Linked DNA regions of Urocitellus parryii: region 1 is linked to region 2. The links are chromatin contacts, called in public Hi-C maps. All regions are on one chromosome and are shown on one strand. Each heading gives the region's core, a stretch centred on a gene start, on an enhancer-like site or on the middle of the called end of the contact. The rest is flanking DNA. Distances are from core to core; before and after follow the strand shown. Region 1 holds the start of Wdr36 (WD repeat domain 36). Region 2 holds the start of Slc25a46 (solute carrier family 25 member 46).

Region 1 (3,339 bases), core at 737-3,236, 330 kb after region 2:
ACCTCTCAGACCACTTCTTGGAAAATTCTGCAAAATTGACAGGGACTTCTGGATTTTTCTTCTTATGTTCTTCTCTGCAAGTCTGCACAACGAAGGCGTAAGCAGACAGCTTGCCCCTTGGTTTCTTGGGGTCACATTTAGCCATCCTGACTGTATTGTTCGCTAGTCTGGGCAGCGCAGGGCACAACTCTCGGCTCAGCACTCCCTAGCCTCCTGCTAGCTGCCTCCACGAGAGCCGACACTATAGGTTCTTAATCAAGAAAACGACAATCCTTAAGGCTAGGCACTGCAATGGACATAATTCACAGCAAACAATTCTAGATTAATTAATTCACTGAAAATAATTCTAGATTAATTCTAAGCACTGCAAACACACTTAACCATGACAGGCTAATGACAGACATTCCCTCTGCATGTTAAATTCAAAAGTCTTAAGCCTTAGGCTTTATGTCCAGCAGATGCACACTCACTCAGGCCACGGTGATCAGATCTGGAACTAAGGTAGGCTTTTCCTGGTATGGAGTGGATGACTGGTTGAGGAGAGGGCGGTATGGAGAAGTTATGGCTCTCACCAAGGTCCAGACGAGGCGGTAGAGTTTGAGAGCCATGAAGACCACACAGAGGATCAAGAAATGATGACAAGTGATGAGATGTCAGGTCCTCATTAGGCTCTCCAGCTCCAGTACATCCTTGTTTCAGCTGGTGAAATCCCTTTTCATTAACTCTATTATTTACACTAAATTTTGGGGCTTTTGAACCCCCTTTCAATCCATATCAGCTTCCACCATATTTCTCCATGACACCATTTACCCTGGGGTCAGAAACATCTGGTCTGGTGGTCTCTACCCTGATCTTTTCCCCTTTCCCTCTTGTCAGGCTAGGACAGCCTGCCAGAGACTTCACTCTGTTTATCAGGGAGAGGGGAAGTAATGTGTTTGTGGTCTTACTGGAGGGATCTGTTGGCTGTGCCTGGTGACACTGCAGGTTTCAAATTGGAGTTTTTGAAATGGAGTTGCTTAGGCTCAGGCCTAAGGCCATCTTCACAGCTTCCCAAGCTCCCAATATATTGAAAAGTATTTATTCTGAGTATAAAATCAATATTTGGCCGGGCATGGTGGCACATGCTTGTAATCCCAGTGACTTGGGAGGCTGAGGCAGCAGGATCATGAGTTCAAAACCAGCCTCAGCAATTTATCGAGACCCTGTCTCTAAATAAAATACAAGAAAGGGCTGGGATGTGGCTCCATGATAAGGCACTCCTGGGTTCAATCCCTGGTACCAAAAAAGGAAAAAAAAAAAAAACATTAAAAAAAAAGCAATATCTGCCTGCTTTATTCACAACTCGGAAAACTTTAAAAATATACATCTGGTAATGAAAATTATATATATTTCCATGATTAAGTGGAATATTAAAAAGCAAAAATGTTTTCTATTATGGAATAGTTCCATCTTATACCAAAGTATAGCATTATGAACGCTCCAATTCCCTAGCTTCAACAATTATTAATCTTATTTCATCAAATCCGGCTTCTCATTTAAAATTATTTTGGAGTAAATCCTCACACATTTTGTAATCATTTCATCTGTAAATATGTATCTTCAAAACATAGGATCTTTACTACTATCATAGACTTAAAATTTAACTGTAACTTCTATGTATCATCAAATATCCAGTATTCGGATATTCTCGATAATCTCGGGGGTTTGTACTTTTTAAAATGATCATCATCATCATCATCATCATCATCACAAGCTTATCCTTCCAGGGCGCAGCGATTCCCGCTCCCCAACCATAAGGTTCCACCAGCTACAGAGCCAGAGCGCACGCAGAACAACGTGTGGACACGGAGGCCAGCGGAACCAAAGTCGCCCATCTCCTGCGGGCTGAGGAGGGAGCTCTTTGCATATTGCACTAAGGGCAGTCCGCACAAACGCCATTGGCAGCAGGTACCGGAAGCGGTCGCAAGTTTCCAGCTCTGGCAAAGGTTCTTCTCGAGACGTGCTGAGGTGCAGCGTGCGCGGTTTCCCTCTGGACCGGAGCCGAAAGGAATTGGGACCGTGGCAGAGATGGAACGCCACGTGGAAGGCCGCTCGGCGAGCTCACTGTTCGCTGGATTCCGAGCCCTGGGGCTTTTTAGTAATGATATCCCGCACGTGGTGCGGTTCAGTTCGCTGAAGCGCCGGTTCTACGTTACGACCTGCGTGGGCAAGAGCTTCCACACGTATGACGTGAGTGATTTCTTTGCCGGTTTCCCGAGAACTACCCTCCTCGGCTCCCAGCTCTGTCCTGGGGCATTCCCGCTCTCCCCTCCCACCCAACGAGGATTTCCCTTTCTGCTCTTCTTTTCCGTAACCCCACCCAGTTCTATTTAGCCACCCTCATTGAACCCTGGTGCCGCTGCTTTAGCTCTTGCAGTTCGGAGGGAACCTGGCTAAGGAATGAATACTTGAGAATGTCTCAGTGTTAAAGTATCATATTTGTTTAGTAGATAATTATTGATCCTCCCAGAGGATGCGAACATGAATAAGATAAGCCCTTAGACGACTCGCTAGACACTTATTGTGTAACTGACGACACAAACTGGGTTAGAAATCCGGACTGAAATACATTTAGGAGGACTGGAAGGGTGAGTTGATGATTTAAGGGACTCTTCACATTCGATGGCAATCCAGTTTCCCCGAACTTCCCCTGAGCATCTGTTTTCAACCAACTTTGAATATCTGGCGCCGTTTCACTCTAAGCTTTGCAGCAATTTCTTTGCAAGGTAGTTTTTTACTAATTTTGTAGCACCCTTATATAACTTAGGAAAGTAAGTATTAGGAAACTAAAGTTACATGCTGCTTATTAATGATGGATTCCCCCTTCCCCAAATTTACCACTAATTGAAATAGTATTTTGTTGTTCTTTCTCTTGTCTTCTCCAAAATAATGTAAGTTGTGTGGAAAGCAGGAATATGATGAAGGTGGTAATAGCCAAGGTTATTAAGCACTTTTTCTGGAAAGCATGGTGTAGAGTTGTTTTCCTTGAAGAACTGTGAAAATTAAAGAGGTTATTAACAAGAAGAGTGGGAATTGGGAGCTAGTTGAGTAAATGTAAAAAGAAAAGAAGGATGGGGTGAGGTGAAGAGAGTTGGGTTTCTGGAAGCCTGGGATGGTGATGGAGAAAGTTGGGTCAGAATGACATAAATCATGTGGGAGTATTTATTGATACCATTCTTCCCACTTCTTTCTTACTTGCCAATTTTTGGTTTTGCTAAAGTTTTCCTCCCTGAAACATAACTTTTGTAATTTTCTCATTTAAAGAAAACTTTTTCCACCTTTAGAGTAAAAATTTAATGA
Region 2 (3,419 bases), core at 381-2,880:
TTATCCACTTGCAATTATTATTCTTTAAAAATCTGTTTGTTCATACTAGATTTCTACTGATTTACTTTATTCACTGGTAAATACTCTACACTAAAAATAAGGACCTATTGTTTAAACCATGATTTGCCTTTCCATTTGGATAACTGTTTTTCTTTTTTCATTTGCTGAACAGACATTTAAATTTTATACAAATTAATTATACTCGTCCTCTGATTCCTTAAATGGTTTTTAACTTTGCTGTTAGTCTTACAAAGTTTCCAGTCCACTCTAAAAATATTCACCTAATATTTTCTTTCAGTATTTAATTTTTTAAAAAACAAAGAAAAAATACACCATTACAGAATGGAATTTGAGAGTGGGAACTTTTACTGATTTTTAAAATTTTCTTCCTTAACTGGCTACCCAGAAGTTCTTCTTTTAATACTTCATCCTTTCTCTACTAATGCTGATGGGGATGTGAAATTGTGAGACGGCATCTTTTCATATTAAAAATACAAACACACATGCACATACGCAGAGCTTCGATACTTCTGCTTTTCCTTTAACAAAACAGTAAATTTAGGACTCGAGACAATCCCATCCTTGAGCCAATCATCCCTAAGGAGCAGAGAAATACTTTTTATAGTCATGTCTAGTAACTAATTTGGTATTCCTTGTCCAGTTATTTGGTGTTAGTACTGGAGTAATACTGGATACAATTAAGAGAATCAACCCAACCTGGCCACCACAACAATTCACTCAAAACGAAGTTGATTATCACTTTAATGAAGATTGAGAACAGTACGTCAGGGTTCTCTTCTGAAAGCCCTCGGGATTCTAAGCGTCCGGTGGGAAAGAAGAGACACAGGAAGAACCCATGCAAGACTCGGTCAGATCTAGGGAGAAACACTCTGCCCCAAGAGCCTATGGAGCTCATGAAAACAGGTAGTAGGGGACTCCACACAAGTCTTCCTCGTTCAGCTAGGGGTGGTCCCGATTTTGAATGATAATAGATGGGATTTAAATACCCTGGGTGATTTAGATGCACAAGTAAAATAAACAGGAAAACTGTTTACAGTCGCTCTGCAGCCTTAGAAAGTAAAATACTTAATTCCTAAATCCCGGAGGGCGGTTTGTTTTAGTGTGTGAGGGGGAGGGTGGTTCTCGATTTTCACTTGAACTTTCCTAACGCTCGTTCAAAAGCGATATTGTTTCACTGGGGGAACCCAAATCTTTCAACTGATTTTTTCCCAAAGCCAAAAAAGCGGTAGACAAAGCTAGTAGGAACGTACTAACAGCTTTAACTTATACCAGCCCCCTGGGGACTGGCGAGGTACCAGAAGTGTGAGAAAAAACATCCCGGGGATAGGTGCTTGCGAGACATTTCTGGCCAACAGCTAAGCGGCTTAGCTCTAAGGCGAGCGCAGTCTTCCCTCTCAAAGTAAAGAAACATCTTTGACTTCCTCCCATCCAGGCCGCATCTTTTTGATACGGTCTTTAACTCCACTTGCAACCTCCTCGCAATAGAAGACAATTTTGAGGATCGGCTGGAGGTTGCTTCCGTGTTTCCCTAGCAACCGTGCTATAAAGATGGCAGGAAGAGCTATGATCACGTGCTCCAGGAACTTCCGTGTTCCCGTCGTGACTTCCGGTTGTCAGAATTCCCCCAGACGCAGCGGCTGCCGGGGAAGGGGAATTGTGCGGCCCTAGGTCGCCTTTGCCCCGGTGGTGGTGGTGGGCTCCGGGTGGGCTCGCTCAGCCCCTGCTGCAATGCATCCGCGGCGCCCGGACGGATTCGATGGCCTGGGCTACCGGGGTGGTGGCCGGGACGAGCAGGGATTTGGTGGCGCTTTCCCTGCCAGGTCCTTCACCTCCGGGTCGGACCTAGGCCACTGGGTGACTACTCCCCCAGACATCCCCGGCAGCCGCAACCTGCACTGGGGAGAGAAAAGCCCGCCCTATGGCGTGCCCTCCGCCTCCACCCCGCACGAGGGCCCCGCGGAGGAACCCTTTCCCGGCGGCTGCAGTACCAGCGTGCAGGGGCAAAGCACTGGTGAGGGGCGTCGCGCCGGAGGCCGGGGCGGGTGGATGGGTTGGCTGAGCGGTGCGAGAAGCCCGCAGACCCCGGAAACTGTGCAGAGGCTCCCGCCCCCGCGCCTTCTTGGCCTATCGCGCCCCACACCCTCTGCCCTCTTTTCGTCCTCTGTTCTTGAAGTGAGCCTCCTCCCTCTTAACGCATTCGTTTTCTCCCGGATCACCTCCAAAAAAGACATCTGCCTTAGCTATAGGGTGCATAGTAGGAAATTTTAGGGGTTGTGCCAATGATCTGAATCAAGGAAGAAAGGAATTTGGTTATTTGTTGTTACTTAATTCACTTTGGCAGCTTTTATTATTTTTTTTCTCGATTTAATTAATGGCTTTAATTGTAGCTTTGTGTTCCAGAAAGAGAAGCTTTTCACAATTGTCAAATTAGGGTTAAGGCTAGCTCTGCCACTCATAAACTGGACTTCTTTTTTAATAACTGGAAGACTTAGTTTTTCTCATCTCTAAGACTTGTAGAATACCTGATAGGGTGTTTTACAAGTTTTGAGATGACTTGCATAAGGTCTAGCAGGATATGGAACACATAGTAGTTAATACAGTATCCATTTTCTTCCTTTACCCTTTTCATCATGGGAGATCTATTTGTTTTTCAGATCTCTAATCTAGAAATTTTCCTTCCTGTAATTTTCCTTTTTCCTGCTTTCTTGGTGTAAAAAATCCACTTAAGAGTTAGAAACATTGATACAATTACATGATAAAACTTTGGAGTCAAAAGACGTTTATTCTTTGCAGGAAGTAAAGTGAGAGGTATTTTTGACTGCAACACTGCATGATCCAGATATTTTCAACACCCATTTTATTCGTAAAATGTAAATATATTTCATTCCATTCACCTGGAATTATTAGGGTAATAGATTAATTATATTCTCACATATTAAAAATATTCTGCACATTAGCCTTATACTAATTTCCTTGACTATTTTATTTGTTTTAACTGGAAAAAAACTTGAATGATTGTTTAATAAGCTACTGAAGATGTGATGAAAGATCAGTGACATAAAATTTACTTTTTGACTCCTACCTAATTTTCTTTCCAATGTGTCCTGCTGGTTCCACAAAAATACTGCAAAGCTTTTGTAAGTTATAAATTAAGTAATTCAAAATCTATATATAATTGTTACAGTTATCTTTTTGGGTAGTAAAGTTTGTTTTATCTTTTCCTAAGTTATGTCTTGATGGCTAAAATGAGGAGAAGCTTGTTATCAAAAGCAGGGGTTTATTTTGCAGCTGTTACTGGAAGGTAAGTGTAATTTTTATGAGAAGGATAGCCACCTGAAAAACTTACACAGTTATCAGCAGGTTTATACCTTCCTAACCCCTTCCAGAAAATGTGAGTG

What was found. A called contact is a pair of places that touch in the nucleus more often than the background predicts.
Region 1: a Hi-C map of liver shows a contact between it and region 2, with 5 times the contacts expected there. The contact joins the promoter of Wdr36 here to the promoter of Slc25a46 in region 2. A contact is called at or near these places in 2 of 2 Hi-C or Micro-C datasets (liver and muscle).

What each region holds. Positions count from the first base shown.
Region 1 is chr1:90,952,651-90,955,989 of mUroPar1.hap1, forward strand. It overlaps Wdr36 (WD repeat domain 36), which reads left to right and starts at 1,987. Exons shown (of 23, transcript XM_026391310.2): 1 at 1,987-2,229. The coding sequence starts at 2,068. It also overlaps the pseudogene LOC113184573.
Region 2 is chr1:90,619,059-90,622,477 of mUroPar1.hap1, forward strand. It overlaps Slc25a46 (solute carrier family 25 member 46), which reads left to right and starts at 1,631. Exons shown (of 8, transcript XM_026391309.2): 1 at 1,631-2,032. The coding sequence starts at 1,750.